Linked DNA regions of Ovis aries: region 2 is linked to region 1. The links are chromatin contacts, called in public Hi-C maps. All regions are on one chromosome and are shown on one strand. The core of a region is the stretch at or near the end of the contact, and the rest is flanking DNA. Distances in the headings are between cores, read along the strand shown. Region 1 has its middle 19 kb from the start of TRNAR-CCU. Region 2 holds the start of CLXN (calaxin).

What was found. Hi-C and Micro-C count contacts between places; a contact is called where the count stands out from the background.
Region 2: a Hi-C map of tail adipose tissue shows a contact between it and region 1, with 1.8 times the contacts expected there. The contact joins the promoter of CLXN here to the enhancer-like site in region 1. A contact is called at or near these places in 2 of 16 Hi-C or Micro-C datasets (muscle and tail adipose tissue).

What each region holds. Positions count from the first base shown.
Region 1 is chr9:32,766,924-32,770,642 of ARS-UI_Ramb_v3.0, reverse strand. No RefSeq gene overlaps it. Among named protein-coding and RNA genes, the nearest start is that of TRNAR-CCU, 19 kb to the left of the region's middle. Within about 2 kb of position 1,537, at least 35 of the 54 cell types and tissues checked have an H3K27ac peak or open chromatin away from gene starts, as enhancers often do. A contact at or near this core is called in tail adipose tissue, where this site is marked.
Region 2 is chr9:32,840,620-32,844,071 of ARS-UI_Ramb_v3.0, reverse strand. CLXN (calaxin) reads left to right here and starts at 1,317. Exons shown (of 8, transcript XR_006060825.2): 1 at 1,317-1,471. It overlaps LOC105616018 (a long non-coding RNA gene), which reads right to left and starts at 1,130. Exons shown (of 3, transcript XR_006060827.1): 1 at 1,042-1,130.

The DNA of each region.
Region 1 (3,719 bases), core at 288-2,787:
CTCTTCTCTTTGGAACCTCCTGCCTGTCCCCTGAAACTTCGGTAAAAATCTAATGTGTGAAAAGGAAGAAGCAATTGTTTTATGAATAAACTGAGAGGTCCCGCACTCGCAGCCAGACCACTGAAAGGCAGGACCCCTCCATCACAGGGAAGCCACTGCCGAATCCTGCCATCAACGTTTCAAAGGGTAAAGAGAGCACAGGGTGGGGCGAATCAGACGAACCTTACGTCTGCCTCTGGCAGCTCTAAAGGAACCTCATTCTCACTCTGGGTTTTGGCTCCATCTTCTTAACCAAACCACCAAGCATAGCCACTAACAGCCAACTCGCCAAATTGGACCTCGGTCTTCTCTGTGAGTCTTGGCCCAATTTCTGGCAAATTCATCAAGATACAGTCTGTGGGAGGAAACAGTGCCCTCGTAGCCTATTCAAAGCACTGTGATGCATCCGAGGCTCCTCAACATTCCAGCGCCCTGACGTCCAGCCACCGCCTGGGCCCATTGACCTCAAACGTTTAGACAAAACTCCCCAGGAAGCTGCTCTGCGGAAACGCTACCGGCCCCAGTCAGCCTGCCCTCAGACCAGCGCAGCTTCTTCTCAGTTCCACTTAAGGACTTTTGAAAAAAAAAAAAAGAAGTCCCGGCTTCGGGGCCAGGGAACCCTGGCCAGGACAACGCCCCCGGCCAGATCTCCAGACCCGCCGGCTGAAACAGTTTGGGACTGAGGTGGAAACCACCTACACTTCGTGTTAATTGTTGGTGAAGACAACACAAGCTCCGCCATCATTTTCTATTTTCCCTCTTTACCATCTTTTCAAAATGACTTTGTCGTGGTTTATAGCTGGCTGGTTTCTAGCTAATGAATATTTAGAACCCCAAATCCTTAAGCCCTTATTCCCTGCCAGAAGAGAAGGAACCACCAGCTCCAGGGAAAGACGGGGGCCCAGCCAGGCGCCCGGGCGCAGACGACGGGGCCAGAACCGGCCGAGGAAGCACGTCCCCCCGCCGAGCGGGGTCGGAAGTCTACCCTCCAGCCCCGGCCTGGGCCCCTCTGGGAACCCAGGAAGGAAAGGCGCTCCTGGCCGGCGCTCCGTGACAGAGAGCGATGCGGCCCTCTCAGAAACAGGGCAGGAGGCTTCCGGCTGCGAGAATCAGCGTCAGAACGCGCTCTGAGAGCGGCGGGGGCGGCTGGGGGCGGCGGGGTGGAAGGTTCTACCCACTGCACAGAAACTCACACACGCCTTCAGCACCATTAGCAGAAACAGCATCTTGTTTCCAATTCGGCTGCAGATAATGAAATTAGCCCCCAAATTACCATAAAGTGGAACAAGTAGGCACAAAAGCGGGAGGTGGGTCTGGAGGCCTTCGCCCTCCCCCCTGCAGACCAGTCTCGGCTCTGGCTCTTAGCTGTTTAAATTCAAAGCAACGCTTCTGTTTTTCTAAGTCGCCGTCTTGACCCCAAGCAGATAAAGAGCGCCGCGTGACACATTCAGCAGAGTTGCTGTGTTCTTGCTCTGTTTACATCAGGAAATCCAGCGGGTGGGGACTGGCTGGGCGCCGGCCCGGGCGCTGGGCCTGACTCCATCCAGATGTGCGCCGGCTCCAGAGTGGCTGCCGCGCGCAGTAAACGGGCACCGAGGCGGCCCCGCGGGCGCACAGAGGCGGCGAGAGGAGGAGGGACCGCGGCGCGCGGAGGAGGGACCGCGGGGGCGCACGGGGAAGGGGCGCTCGGAGGGGGGCGCGCGGGGAGGGGGCGCTAGGAGGCGGTTGCATGGGGGAGTGCGCGGGGAGGGGCCATTCGGGGAGAGGTCGCAGGAGAGGGGGTGAGCGGAAAGGGGGAGCTGGGGGAGGCACAGGGACGGGGCGCGAAGGGAGGGGCTGTGGGGGAGGGGCGCACCCACGGGGCGGAGAGCAGGGACCTCGAGCGCGACGCCAGCGACCCCGGGAGTGGGCCCCCGCGCCGTGTGCATTTCCCTGTAAATGTGCTACACTTTAAAGAACAGGGAGCGCAGTATATCACTGGGAATGTTGGCTGTCTATTGGTCCCTGTGGATACTGCTGGGTTAGTACGACTTGTAACCAGAGCAAGAGAAACATAAAAAAAAGCCGGGAAACACTGCCAATTAGTCATTACAAGGAGATTGTAAAAACAAGAGAAAGAAAGAGGGGAAGCAGAAGGAATAAAAGAATAAAATGCCCCAGGAAAAAAAAGAAACTAGATGCGCTTTTGTTCTGGAATACAGTGAACAGGCAGCAAGAGAGACTGCTGGCTAACCAGGGGTCCTGCAAGCCAGCAGGTTCCCAGGGCGGCCCTGGAGGGACCCCAAAGCCATCTCCGGTCGGCACCCCTCTGCTGTGCTTGCAGGACTCGGGCTAACCAGTGGGCAGGCGGTGTGCTGTGGAGCAGGGCCCGATTGTGTAAAATCCAAGTTAGACATTTATTTCTGATCGCCAGCGGCCTACACGGTCCTCGCTGCTGAGTTATAAGAAAAAGAAACAGGAACCAGTTTCTTTTCCTCACAAGTTCCTACCAGCCACGGACTTCAAGCACACTGTGGCCACACTTGCTGAACATTGTTTTCAACCTGATGGTATTCTGATTAAAATATCTTCCCCCCTCACCCTGCCTTTTGCTGGATTCACAGCTCCAAGAACGTGGGTATCATAAACTGAGATGGGTCTGCAGGCGCCTCCCCGGCTTCAGTCCCTTTGTCCCTTCTCCAGATTGAAGCCCCAGTGTGTTTCGCAGCAGAAGCCCAGGGTGGACAACGCTTCTTCCAGGGAACAGCCTTCAAGCAATGGGGCAGGAGGAGGGGGGCCGCTGGAGAGGAAGCTGGGCCCCCTCCCTGGGGACTAGGGACACATGTTGCCAGCCAGAGAGGAACTGCTTATCTCAGCAGCGGAGAGTCGGCAGGCCGCCAGCCCCTCCGCCCACTAGCTTCGAGTCCCACCTCCTCTGAGTCATGAGGACGGCCACATGGCCTGAGATCCAGCCCTGGCAAGGGTGCAACTTTGCTCATCAGCTGGGGTCCTTCTTGGTGCCTGGCCACAAGTCAGCAGATACACAGCTCAGCTTCACCAGCACAAAATGTCTTGCATAAGATATGTTTCAAAAACAATTACATGAGCAAATTATCTTGGCTCGTAGCAGCAGATTTTTTAAATCTGGTAGCAAGATCTCAAGAAAAAGAATGATTAAACCACAAGCACTATTTTAAAATAACATTAAACTAGACAAGAAATGAAGAATTCTCATAGAATCATGAAGAACATGTTCTTCTCCCCCTCAGTTCAGAGCATCCCCCATGTGTGTGTCCCAGGGCACCCAGAAACTTCCCCAGAAGTTAAAGTAAGAAACTTGCTTCTATCTGTGCCTTGATGGAAACCAAAGGAGTAAAGATCCTTCATTCAGTAGGACTTTCCCTTCTTATCTCAGAGCTCTGACACCCATCAGCGGGAAGGTTACAGGAGAGCCTATGGGAGAATCTGTGAGCTGGGCTCCGCCTGCCCTGCCAGCTCGGCTGGCTTTGCCCACAGCCCGTGGTCCCCAAGGGATGACTGCGTCCCTTTTGATCTCAGGACTCAAACGTGACACCCACTGTGGCTGGAAGCCCATGCCAGCTCCTGTTGTGTCTCCCTGTGTGTCTGTGTGTGGAACTCGCTGTCACCCTACCTTTGTCTCCACCCAACACCCCTTTCCGGAGGGCTCAGCCCTTCATTTA
Region 2 (3,452 bases), core at 68-2,567, 74 kb before region 1:
TCCCTAAGGTCTCACAGTGAATGTATCCGAATACATCCACCCCTATTCATTCCCTACAATCCTATTAGAAATGCCACACCTGCCCGACAAGACTATGCATAGGAATACCAGTTAGCCATTAACTGGAAAACTCACAATCACTATCATTTCATATTAGTTACTGTTCTCAAGGAATCTGCTTCAGGATAACACAGTGCCTGCCTTCCTCAAGCATCCTTGACTCTGGATTCAAACAGCATCCCAGTCTTCCATTCCATAACAAATGAAAAAAGAAAACAGAATCAGAGACCTGATTTGGAATCGTTACTCATGGTCGGTAGAATTTTTCTGCTTTCCATTTCACAATGATAGTACACACACTATAAAATAATTCATATTAAAAAGAATTACTGCTTCTGAAGTGAAACAAGTGACATGTTGGAGAATATTGTACAACCTTTTCCTTCTGGCTGAACTAACCCTTGTTACTGTCTTAATTCAAACACGGTGTCTTATCTGTGTTAAAAGCAGAAACTTCTCTCAGAGTAAAGATGTAAAAATTAGCCTTTGTTTGCAGTCAAAAAACTTGTCTTTCAAATAAGTAAAAGATTCATTTTGCTGGGATATTCTTCCAGAAAAGCAAATTCAGGTTGTACCCCAGAGCCACTGTCCTTTGTCAGCATGTCTTTATTTGGAAGGTTGACTCTATCCAGCTTAAAAAATTGCTAGGGGGTTTTCCCCATATTCGACTGACAGCCTCCGCGCCTACCTCAAGAATGAGCAGGGAAGGGAAAAAAATAAATAATTATTACAAGTTCCTCTTGCTCTCAGTAACATCATCAAAACCTTGAAGATATCTTGCTGCAGACTCCCTTCTGGCATCAGAGCAAAAGGACTGGCAACCTGAGAGCAAGCCCCTCACCCTCCCTTCCTGCACAGCTGTCGTCCGGATCCACGCCTGCTCATTCCTGCATCCCCCAGGTTCCCAGACCTCCCTGAGGACCTGGCGTCACGCTCACCACCCAAGACATCCCCGCACGGAGCGCAAAACAAAATTCAGACCTTGACTTACGGTGCAGCACAGCAAAGGGGTTGTGAATCCGAGCCAGACACACCTGGATGGTCACTCGCCGATGTCACAGTCGGAAAGCGGTCGGAGGGCGCCTGGCCCGATGCCCAGTGAGAGAGCTCAGACCCAGCAACCAATCAGCGGCCGCCCGAGGGTTGCCATGACCACGCCGCCTGTTAGGACCGCGCCCTCTCCTGCCCAGCAGCCAATCGGCGGCCGCCCAGACGTTGCCCCGGCCACGCCGCGTGTTAGGACAGCATACACACACAGGGGAGACCTGCCTGCAGCCCCAGACCCAGGGCTCGCAACCGTCCTGGCAGCCGCCGCCGGACACCGGCCTCTTCCCGGTTTCCTGAGCTCCCAACATGAACCGCAAGAAGCTGCAGAAGCTGACGGACTCCTTAACTAAAAATTGCAAGCATTGTAAGTAAGAATCAAGGGCTGGGCGGGCAGAGACTCCCGGGTCAGGCCCTATCCTGCGGGTGCTAGAGTCTGGTCTGCAGAGTCCCTCCACGCCTGACCCTAAAGAGAAGTCTGGAAGGGAACACTAGCATCAGCTACTTTGGGTGGACACCCACAGAGCCCAGGATCTTAGGGAGCGTTTCCAGGTGTCGAGGCACCAAATTCTACACTCATGCATGCACGTGCTTGCTTCTCAAACCTTCTCTTAACTTCCCCTTACCTTATAAGAAATGTGATTTAATTACCCTGAAGACGTATGTGGCCCTAGCCTCAGATTTAGGTGGAAAACAAGCACTAAAAACCCACTGGAATCAAGAGAAGTAGCACAACAAAAAGCTCTTCTTAGAGCAAACCAACTGGCAAGGTCCAAGTTCTGGACATTACTAAGCGAACCTTATGGGAAAGTGGTTATCAATGGTTGAACATCCTTAGGAAAGGTGGGTTAAAGCGGTACAGAAACCTGTATCTCAGGGCAAGGAAATGTGCCTGGAAACCAAGGAGCTCAAAAAAGCTAATCACACAATACAGTATCTGTTCCCATCTCTGGGGCCCCACTTTCCTGCAAAGTGAAGGAGACTTGGCAGGTGACAAGATGAACACCTATGAAAGATATTAATGTTAATAACCTCCCTACTCCCATCTCACACATATTCTGAAAAGTGGTCCTAGAATTTCACAGGTAACCTTATAATTGTATTCAGACTCAAAAACAGAACTGTGCTTGGGCAAGGAAGCTATGGATCTGGTATAAATATTTGATGATCCAGCTTATAAGTTATGTGCTTATTACAAAACTACTGGCCTCTTAAAAAGTACAAGAAACCATAATCCCAAGACTATTCCCATGGTGCAAAGAAAGAAGAGCAAACATGTTTTGATGTAGTTTTAAAGATTATGGAATCTAGTGCCTTCTAATCAGAGTTAGTATCTTATATAATGAGAGGTAGGAAAGTCTGTCAGGATGGTGCTGCAAATAAAAGTTATGGTATGTATAAGCATCTTAAACTCTGAAAATGAAAGTTGTCCTATAATCTATTATTATGGTTACTATAATCTGAGAGTTTTGTCCTATTGTTTTTCTTAAAATACTTTCATTTGTTGGAAAAGACCAGATTTTCTTAAAACATCTAGTCACATATTGAATGAACAATGCAATAACTACTATACACGGCAAACACTGAATCTGATTTAGTTCCTTTTCCAGTGTGTTTGCAAATGTATTGCAGACATTCTGTGAATATATTAAAAGATAAGTGAAAACGGGACAAGAAAACCAGTCAACAGTTTTGATTTTTGTCCTTCACATAAAATTTTTAAAGTAAGTCTTAAGAAACTTGATGATTAAATTCTGTAGAAACAGTGAGAATCCCGGGCCAGGCAACTAATCATAGACGTTGTAATAATTTTGAAACTTTACACAGAAGACCTTTCTTCTAAAGTCAGATTTCCTTTTAGTTGCCAGGTGATGTTCCCAGCAGGATGAAGTGAGTAGATTTTGCAGAATCAGAGAAGAAAGTATCTTAAGTGGTGGTCTAGTTAATCCACCACCTGGCAGATCTGATCTGCAGAGCAGACTTACACCAATCTGAAAAGATGAAAAATCCCTTCTCCGATGTCCCTAATTTCATTTAGTATTGTATTCTTGAATTTAAGAAACATTTCAGCAAGAGAATTTTTCCTGTGGAAAAATTACTCAGCTTTGATACTTTGGGTAATAAGCTAATATTCTTTCATTTTTATTCAGCTGAGATGGGAAAATGGCTAATCAACACCCCCTCAGCTAGCATTTCATATACAGGAACAGATCGCATCATCTTTCATGCAAGTCTCTCTTCTCTAACCATTAACATCACTTTTTATTTTTAGAGTTTTTACTGTGGTTAAACACACACAATGTATTACACAAATTGTGTATTACACAAATACACAAAATGTATCACTT